2 separate regions of the Mus musculus genome follow, and region 1 is linked to region 2. Evidence: chromatin contacts called from public Hi-C data. All regions are on one chromosome and are shown on one strand. Each heading gives the region's core, a stretch centred on a gene start, on an enhancer-like site or on the middle of the called end of the contact. The rest is flanking DNA. Distances are from core to core; before and after follow the strand shown.

Region 1 (4,087 bases), core at 1,564-4,063, 520 kb before region 2:
GCCATCTAGTCCCTCATTCTTTCACATTATTCCTTGTCCCAAAGAGTTTTTAAATGAGTGGCAGTTTTGTCACTTGGTATTTGGTGATGACATTTCAAAAGCCTCTTAACTGATTTTTGACTCAGTCACTAACAATTGTTAAAAAAAAAACAAACTAAACAAACAAAAAACCCAAACAGCAATAACAACAACAACAACAACAACAACAAACTCACCACAGTTCTTGCCTTAAATGGAATAAGATAGTTTATTCTGAAAATGAATGAGAGTGACCTTGGTCTGGGAACAGATTCAGATAACCCTAAATACTATATATCAATATGGCAATAATTTCATGAAGTTTTCCTAATAGTGGAACTAATAAAGCTATAAATCAAGACATCAAATTACAGCTGTTGGTGGAAACTCCAGGCAGCCAGGTTAGAGAAAAGCAGAAAATAGCACCTTAGACCTCAGATGTCGTCTGATGTCACTGTAAGCTTTTGGGTTAGTGGAACCTGGGCTCTGTGAGTATCCTAAGATGATTTCCCTAACAGTCACAGAATGGTAGGTCATACATAGAGATAAATAATAAGAGACTATTTATAGACATAAATTTGGCTTCCAATCTGTAACTTTAGATCTTTACAATTAGTCAACCTGCATGCCTTATAGAATATTGGACACAGGTGTCCTGTTTTTTTTTGTTTGTTTGTTTGTTTGTTTTCTGTTTTATTTTGTTTTGTTTGTTTTGTTTTCTGCAAAATGCATTTCCCCATAGGTCTGTTTGGAAAATTAAACAAAATAATACATGTAATACATAGTACCTTCCCAGTAATCGATATGCATGATTTTCAGATGGAAATGGAGCTGTGTGATAGGTCTGTGATTACAGACCTGCGGTAAGAAGTGTCCCTCACTTGCAGTCCTGCTTAAAATGGATGTGCTCTTGGCTAAAGTCGAGCTTCTGTGGAAAGTTTACAGTTCCCCGGTGTCATCAATAAGGGATTCACTATTTCATTGGTTTGGCAAAGCAATCCCTGGAAAGGCATTAGGATTTGGGAACAGCAGGTGATTATGAATGGGGCTAAATTATTTACTTCATCAGAGTGTCTCTGGGCTTTATCATGCAGTCCTGTCACAGGAAGCTGTACATAAAGATGAATAATAGTCCCTTTAACTCAGAGATCTGAAAGGTCACTGGGGCCGTGGCAGACACATGAAGTTGTGTTGGCTACATCCATCAAGAAGCAATTGCGTGAGGATGTGATGCATGGCAGACAGTGTGAGGGCAGACTTCCGCTGATAGTTTTGTATTCTGGTCGGGCAGGCTGTCCCAAGGCAGGGCAGTGACCAAGCTGCCAGGAGCAGGCATCTTGTACTTAACTTTGTAACTACTTCATCCTAATGAGGGGCATTCCAGCAGCATAGGATTGGAGGATTGAGTTGAGAGTGGTCAGTTGATGCACAAGTTCATGATTCTTGGCTTAAAAAGGAGAGACTTGGAGCTGGGAAGATGGCTCCATAGATGAAACACTTGCCACATAAGTGTGAGGACCTAAGCTTAGATTCCCAGGACTCATGGAAATGCCAGGTGAACGTGGTTCCTACCTGTAATGTAAGCATACTTGGAAAGCTGGGACAGGAGATCCCCAGAGCAAACTAAGTAGCCAGCCTAACCCAATCAGGGGATTCTGGATTCAAATCAGAACGAATGCCTTGCCTCACAAAATAAGGTGGACACCGAAGAAGAGGCTTATCAACCCGATGTCTCCACTGAAACACCCTCACACCACATGAGTGTGCTTAGATAACACACACACACACACACACACACACACACACACATACACACACACACACACTAAAATAAAGTAAGGAAAGACTGACTTTTGTATGGCTGAGATTTGTATGGCTGAACCCAACTTTGGGGCACAGGTCTGTAATTCTGGCTTCTTGGGGGGCTGACAGGAGGACCACCTGCACTGGAGCCTGCAGAGCAGAGAGAGGCAATCAAATCTGAGACCCTGTGTCAAAATAGAAATATATTTTACAAGAGCTGTGTATGCACTTGCCTAGAATGCATAAGTTCCTGGTGAGACCCTGAGCTCATCCTCTAATACCATAAATGGATGGATGGATGGATGGACTGATGGGTGGACAGACGGACAGATAAATGGATGATAAATAGAAAAGAAAAAAAGTCAAGCTTCTTTCACAGTATTAGGTGTTTGTTTGTTTTGTTTTATTTTATTTTATTTTGTTTTGTTTTGTTTTGTTTTGTTTTGCCTAGATTATCCCTCTTCAAATGAAAGGAATATCACTGTGGGGAATGGATTTCCTGCTTTGGGCTCCAACACCTGTTCTCCAAACTCCAGTCTTGTTTGTGAATTCCTGCATCTCCGTGCTAGTCAGATGCAGTAAATGTTTTTTGTTTGTTTGTTTGTTTGTTTGTTTTTCAAATGGTCCAATGCTAAGAGGTGTTAAAGCTTTCTGCTTACTGAAACACAAAAGGACTCAAAGAAGATGGAGAGAGAAAAACTTTCTCCCTCTGTGATTTTTTTTTCAGAGCTGAGGATGGAACCCTTGGCCTTGTGCTTGCTAGGCAATCGCTTTACCACTGAGCTAAATCCCCAACCCCTCTCCCTCTGTGATTTAAGAAGATCCAATAATCCATTCTTGTCGTGGACCATCTAAAATGAGACGTTGCACCATCACACAGAGTCTATACTTGAGGAGAAACGGCACTCAGAACTTTCAGTTCCCTTGTAACTCCAACTTCTTATTCCCTTCATCTACTATCCCCAGCGATCATCTGATTGATCACTTAGACCTCCCCTCAATACCAGGGATTGAACTCAGAGCCTCATGCATGGGAGGCAAGCTCTCTTTCACTGAGTTCTCTCCCACTGAGCTGAACTCTCAGCCTCCCATTTCCACCTCTTGCTTACTGGCTTGAGAGAAACTGGTGGTCATTGGAGCTGTCCAGCCAGTACTTTACCCTCTGCAGAACCTTCCAGGTACTAATTTAAAACCATTGACATTTCACTCAGAAAATTACTGGAGCCTGGAAGCGAGCCAAGAAAGGAAACCCTGAGATTCTCTTCTGCCCACCCCCACTAGAATGGGTTGGGCCCTGGAGAGCATTGCCCTCCCCAGTGGAAGGAAGCTGCTGCCTCCCTCTCTTCCTGAGGGCTGCCTGACACTATTCCAATGAGTAATGTTTTGAGACAGATGCAAAATCAATGGCACAAGGCTCACGCCGCTCTGGTTATCTTCTATTCTTTATCATTCAAGCTCCCCTGGCTTCCCCGGATGAGAGTCTGGGGAGAGATTCATCTTCTCCCTTGTTTCTTATTAGCACACTGGTGTAGCCACAGGGACAAAAATGACAGATATTTCTAGACTGTCATGGGGGGAGATAGAAAAAAAAAAACTAGCTCTTTGAAGTACCTGACAACATTTTGGAAAGACCCTGAGCGCTGTTTTTGGATTAAAAAAAAATAAAGTTTTAATTGTCATCTTCAATCTGCCTAGATTGTAATCCTTGCTGAAGATTGATCCCAAGTGTAGCTTAAAAGTACTTTGAATGGTCGATGCCTGGGATCTCTAATGAAAGAGAGAAGCATGCGCTTGTGTGCCTTTGTTCTCCCTGGCAACCATCTAACACAGACCAGTGGTCTCTTCTCCAAGACTCATTCTCCCTCCCAACACCTAACATATTCTTCTGTTGCACCAGCTTTTCCCATCTGTCCTAGAACTTGTGTTCTTTGTGGCTCAACTCCTGAATGCTGAGATTACAGATGTGTCCCAGAATGCCTACATAAAACTCCCTTTCCGTTTACCATGTCTTGGTGACTCAGAAACAGTCCTGTCCATCCGTGCTCAGAAATTCTTTATGCATGCACTGAAGATAGCCGCTGTGAATCAGGCATATCTCTACCTGACATTTATCCTTAATATTTTTATTATTTTTGGATGATCTATGCATTCGCAGTTGTTTGTGTGTGTGCAAATACATGAGGGATGCTTGTGCATATGTGCAGTGTGTGGATTTGTGGAGGCCAGAGACAGATGCTGGGTATTCCCTCTATTTCCCCACACCCTT
Region 2 (3,943 bases), core at 1,232-3,731:
GCACTGAGGAACAACAGTTCCACTTTCCAAGTCCAAATCCACAGTGTTCTGGAGCAAAATAAAGGAGAGTACATGTCAGGCACAGTCCCAAGCAGGACACTGCATGCCATAGACTATAAGAAAGTATTGCCTATAGTGTAGGTTTGGTTAGCATTACCTAAGGTGGAGTTGGTTAAATCCTCTAATCAGTGTTATCCAGCCATACAAGAAAACTGAGTAAAGACAGAAAAACATTGGTAGATTCCTTCAGCTACCATGGGAGGTTTTAATGGGGGTGAGTATTTGTTCCCCTGGATAGAGACATGTGACGGTAAATTTGACTCACCGGATCAGGACCCAGGATCCAGCTATGGCTTGGTTAGAGATGGGGTTTCTAGGTAGGACAGTATAAATTATCAGGCTACTATGGATGGTGGTACCATCCTCTTCAATTGAATTGTAAAGCAGCTACCAGTCAGGGCTTGGGAGACAGAAGCTGGGCATGACAGAGAACTAGCTCTTCAAACCACGAGAGCCAAGAACCATGGCTGACCAGAGCTCTGCATGTTCAGGATACACTATGTTTGCCCATCTTTCTCCGGGAGCCTTTTTCTTTCAGACTCTGAACAGCAGAGTTCTTTTACATGCTAGGTGTTGTTTGTAGATTGCCTCGATCAAACACAACCTCTATTATCTTAAACCTCAGTTTGTAGCCTGCACTGCCTCTGAACATGACTACATTTACACTTTCTTATAAAGACTACTATTAGCTACTGTTTCCTTTCAAATGTCTAGGGAATGGTGCCATAGAAACCCACGACACAACAAAAACAGACGCTTTCGGCTTCCTTTTGGCAAAGCAGCATCCTTATTTGGGAAGATAACTATATTAGGATATCATGATATATAGGTGTGTATCTGAGAGAGAGAGAGAGAGAGAGAGAGAGAGAGAGAGAGAGAGAGAGAGGAAGTCTCCCATTAGCTAACATGTGATCTGACACTGTTCAAACAACACCTGTAATTATTAGAAGGAATACAAAAGTCCATTATTCCTAAATCAAAAGAAATTGAATGGGAAAAAAAATCACCTCTATTACATCACATAGTGAGTTGAGACCATAGGCAAAAATCTTTGGGTATCCTTAAGGAAGCTCGCCTGAATAACCCTACTGGTCTAGTGCAGAGGTAGAATCACTGAAATTTGGGGTGATATCATCAGCCTCAATGAAGCTTCGGATTGCTCGATGGTGGTTCCTGCCCAGATCCTTGAACTCCAGTGAAAGTCCTTTGGCAGCTGTTAGCAAGATCAGGCTGTGGGCATCAGCTGCCTTTGCTGGATCAATTCAGATGAGCCTCCAGCAAAGTCCTTTAAGCTTCTGCCGGGGCTGCAAGGATACTTGAGGTTTCCGTGGTACAATAACATTTTAACTGATGTGTGCATCTCTCTCTCTCTCTCTCTCAGCTCCGCATGTCCTGGCTCATCCGCGGGGTTTTGAGAGGAAACGTATCTCTGGTGCTGGTGGAGAACAAAACCGGAAAGGAGCAAAGCCGGACTGTCTGGCATGTCGCCACTGACGAAGGCTTAAGCCTGTGGCAGCATACAGTGCTGTCCCTCCTCGATGTGACTGACAGGTGAGTTACTATTCATTCCCCCCACCCCACCTCCTGCTTTGTTTTACCCTACAAGGCACAGTGCTGACCTGGGAAGGTCTCACACTCCCCCATGCCCTTTATCTAAGACGTTTGATTGGTTGTTTTTTTCTCTTTGCTATGACAAAGTACCTGACAACTTAAGGAGGGAAGGTGACTTTGTTTGGGTTTTACTGCTGTGAACAGACACCATGACCTAGGCAAGTCTTATAAAGGACAACATTTAGTTGGGGCTGGCGTACAGGTTCGGAGGTTCAGTTCATGACCATCAAGATGGGAGCAGGGCAGCATCCAGGCAGGCATGGTTCAGGAGTTGCTGAGAGTTCTACATCTTCATCTGAAGGCGGCTAGTGGAAGACTGACTTCCAGGCACTTAGGATGAGGGTCTTAAAGCCCATACCCACAGTGACACCCCTACACCAACAGGGCCATACCTTCTAATAGTGTCACTCCCTGGGCAGAGAATACACAAACCATCACAGAAGGGTTTATTTTGGCTCGTAGTTTGAGGGTTTAAGCCATCATAGCAGGGACAGCACAATGACAAAAGCATAAGGCAGCTGGTTACACTGCATCAGAGATGAGTAATCATAGAGCCATAAAAGCTGGTGTTGGCCTGGCTTCTTTCTTTTACTTCAGCCTGAGACTCCTCCCCATTGGATGGTACTGCCCTCTTGGATGGTAGTGCCCCATTGGATGGTACCGCTCCATTGAATGGTTTTAGGTTGGGTCTTCCCACCTCAGTAAACCCAATCTAAAATCCTTTCACTGACAAGTCCAGAGGTCTGTCTCCTAGGCAGTTCTACATCCTGTCAGGTTGGCAGTCAATATTAACCACCACACCCATGTACACACAGAGACATGCACATCTCCTGCCAATTGCCGGGAGCTCGAGATTCTTCAAGGGATGGCGCACTAATGAACACTCATCTCCTGCAGCTCTCACCTGGCCTGATTGGCTTTCTTCAGGATCTGTCTGTGGAGAGAGCAGAAAATGAGGCACTCGAGCTACTACCAAATGATGCTCGGGTTTCATATCTCTATGGCATTTTCTCTCACTTGATGGATGTTGCCTTACTTCCTCTTATTTCCTCTCATTTCCTCTTTCCTCGTTAACAACAAAACCTTAGTGGGTGGGGAAGCTCCATCACTATTCTCCACCGTTCTTTTAAAGAGGAAAAGCTGAAAAAAATCAAAGGAGCAAAACAAGTTTGTCTCTGAGCCAAGACTGGAACCAGGGGGCGGGGGGGGGGGGGGTACTGCTCTATTGATTCAGCTCCAGAGGCAGGTTGACATAGGGAGATGCCAGACTCCTCACTGACCAGAGAAGAGCTTCTACCAGGGACCCTGGTTCTTATCAGACTTTACTACCAGTAACCTCTGTGACCTTGGACAAGAGCCTTGACTCCTTCCAGGTTTAGTCCTTCCCACTTCCAAATGGATATGGCTGGATTACCAGATCTCCAGCTGCATGGGGCATTGGATTGGAGCCGAAGCCTGTGGAGTTCAGCTGTCACTTGTCTCCCTAGGATGGCACTACCCTGCCACCTGCAGTCAGCCTGGAGCAAGCAATGCTTGAGTTAAAAATGGCCTGGCACAGCAGCATGTCTGTGACACTCTGCTGTGCTTTACTGAATATCCCACAGGTGGCACAGACATAGCCTATAGCAAAAGGCAGGGTGGCATCTCACCTACAGGGTAGACTGGAAGGGAAAACCACCTGCTATTGGCTAAGCATCACGCTCTACCATCTAGTGCAGTCTTCACAATAGTCTTACAAGAGATACTCAAATTACCATTCTGGTGAACCAACCTTTGAAATACAAGGACCAAAGGCTCAAAGCAGGGCAAAGAGTGATGCCTGTTGTCATGAGGCTTCGTAAGTGTGGAGCTGGGCTTTGAATTCTTCTCTCAAACCTCATAATATGCTGTTCCTTGCCACTTCTAATGGGAACTCTCCTGTCATAGAGAAGAAACCCCCTTCTAACTCAGAACAGCATCCATCCTCTCCTTCCAATGTATGTGGCTTGATGATCAGAGCCCATAGATGTCCCCAGGCTCAATGACCCTGGGACAAATGGATTTAATTAAAGTGGAGGAAGGGGAAAGTATGAGTGCCACCTCCATAGGCCGGTATTTCATCCTTGGGGACTGTGACAGTCACACACAGGGATTGGAACCTTGCTGGCGGTGCTGGAGCCATCCCTCCTGGGAGATGTAAAATTAATTCTGACTGTTACCCCTTCTCTCTTCAACCCAGCAAGTTCTCTGTTTCGTAGCTACTCCAGGGGATTTAAAGCAAGGAGGACGTTGA

The links. A called contact is a pair of places that touch in the nucleus more often than the background predicts.
Region 1: a Hi-C map of the N1E-115 cell line shows a contact between it and region 2, with 4 times the contacts expected there. The contact joins two enhancer-like sites. A contact is called at or near these places in 1 of 39 promoter capture datasets (hippocampal neurons), 1 of 484 Hi-C or Micro-C datasets (the N1E-115 cell line) and 1 of 115 datasets of contacts at active chromatin or transcription factors (embryonic basal ganglia).

What each region holds. Positions count from the first base shown.
Region 1 is chr17:72,489,942-72,494,028 of GRCm38.p6, reverse strand. All of the region lies in intron 1 of Alk (anaplastic lymphoma kinase), which reads left to right. Among named protein-coding and RNA genes, the nearest start is that of Alk, 110 kb to the left of the region's middle. Within about 2 kb of position 2,813, at least 2 of the 459 cell types and tissues checked have an H3K27ac peak or open chromatin away from gene starts, as enhancers often do. A contact at or near this core is called in the N1E-115 cell line, where this site is marked.
Region 2 is chr17:71,965,154-71,969,096 of GRCm38.p6, reverse strand. It overlaps Alk (anaplastic lymphoma kinase), which reads left to right. Exons shown (of 29, transcript NM_007439.2): 9 at 1,442-1,611. Among named protein-coding and RNA genes, the nearest start is that of Gm41613, 160 kb to the left of the region's middle. Within about 2 kb of position 2,481, at least 24 of the 459 cell types and tissues checked have an H3K27ac peak or open chromatin away from gene starts, as enhancers often do. A contact at or near this core is called in the N1E-115 cell line, where this site is marked.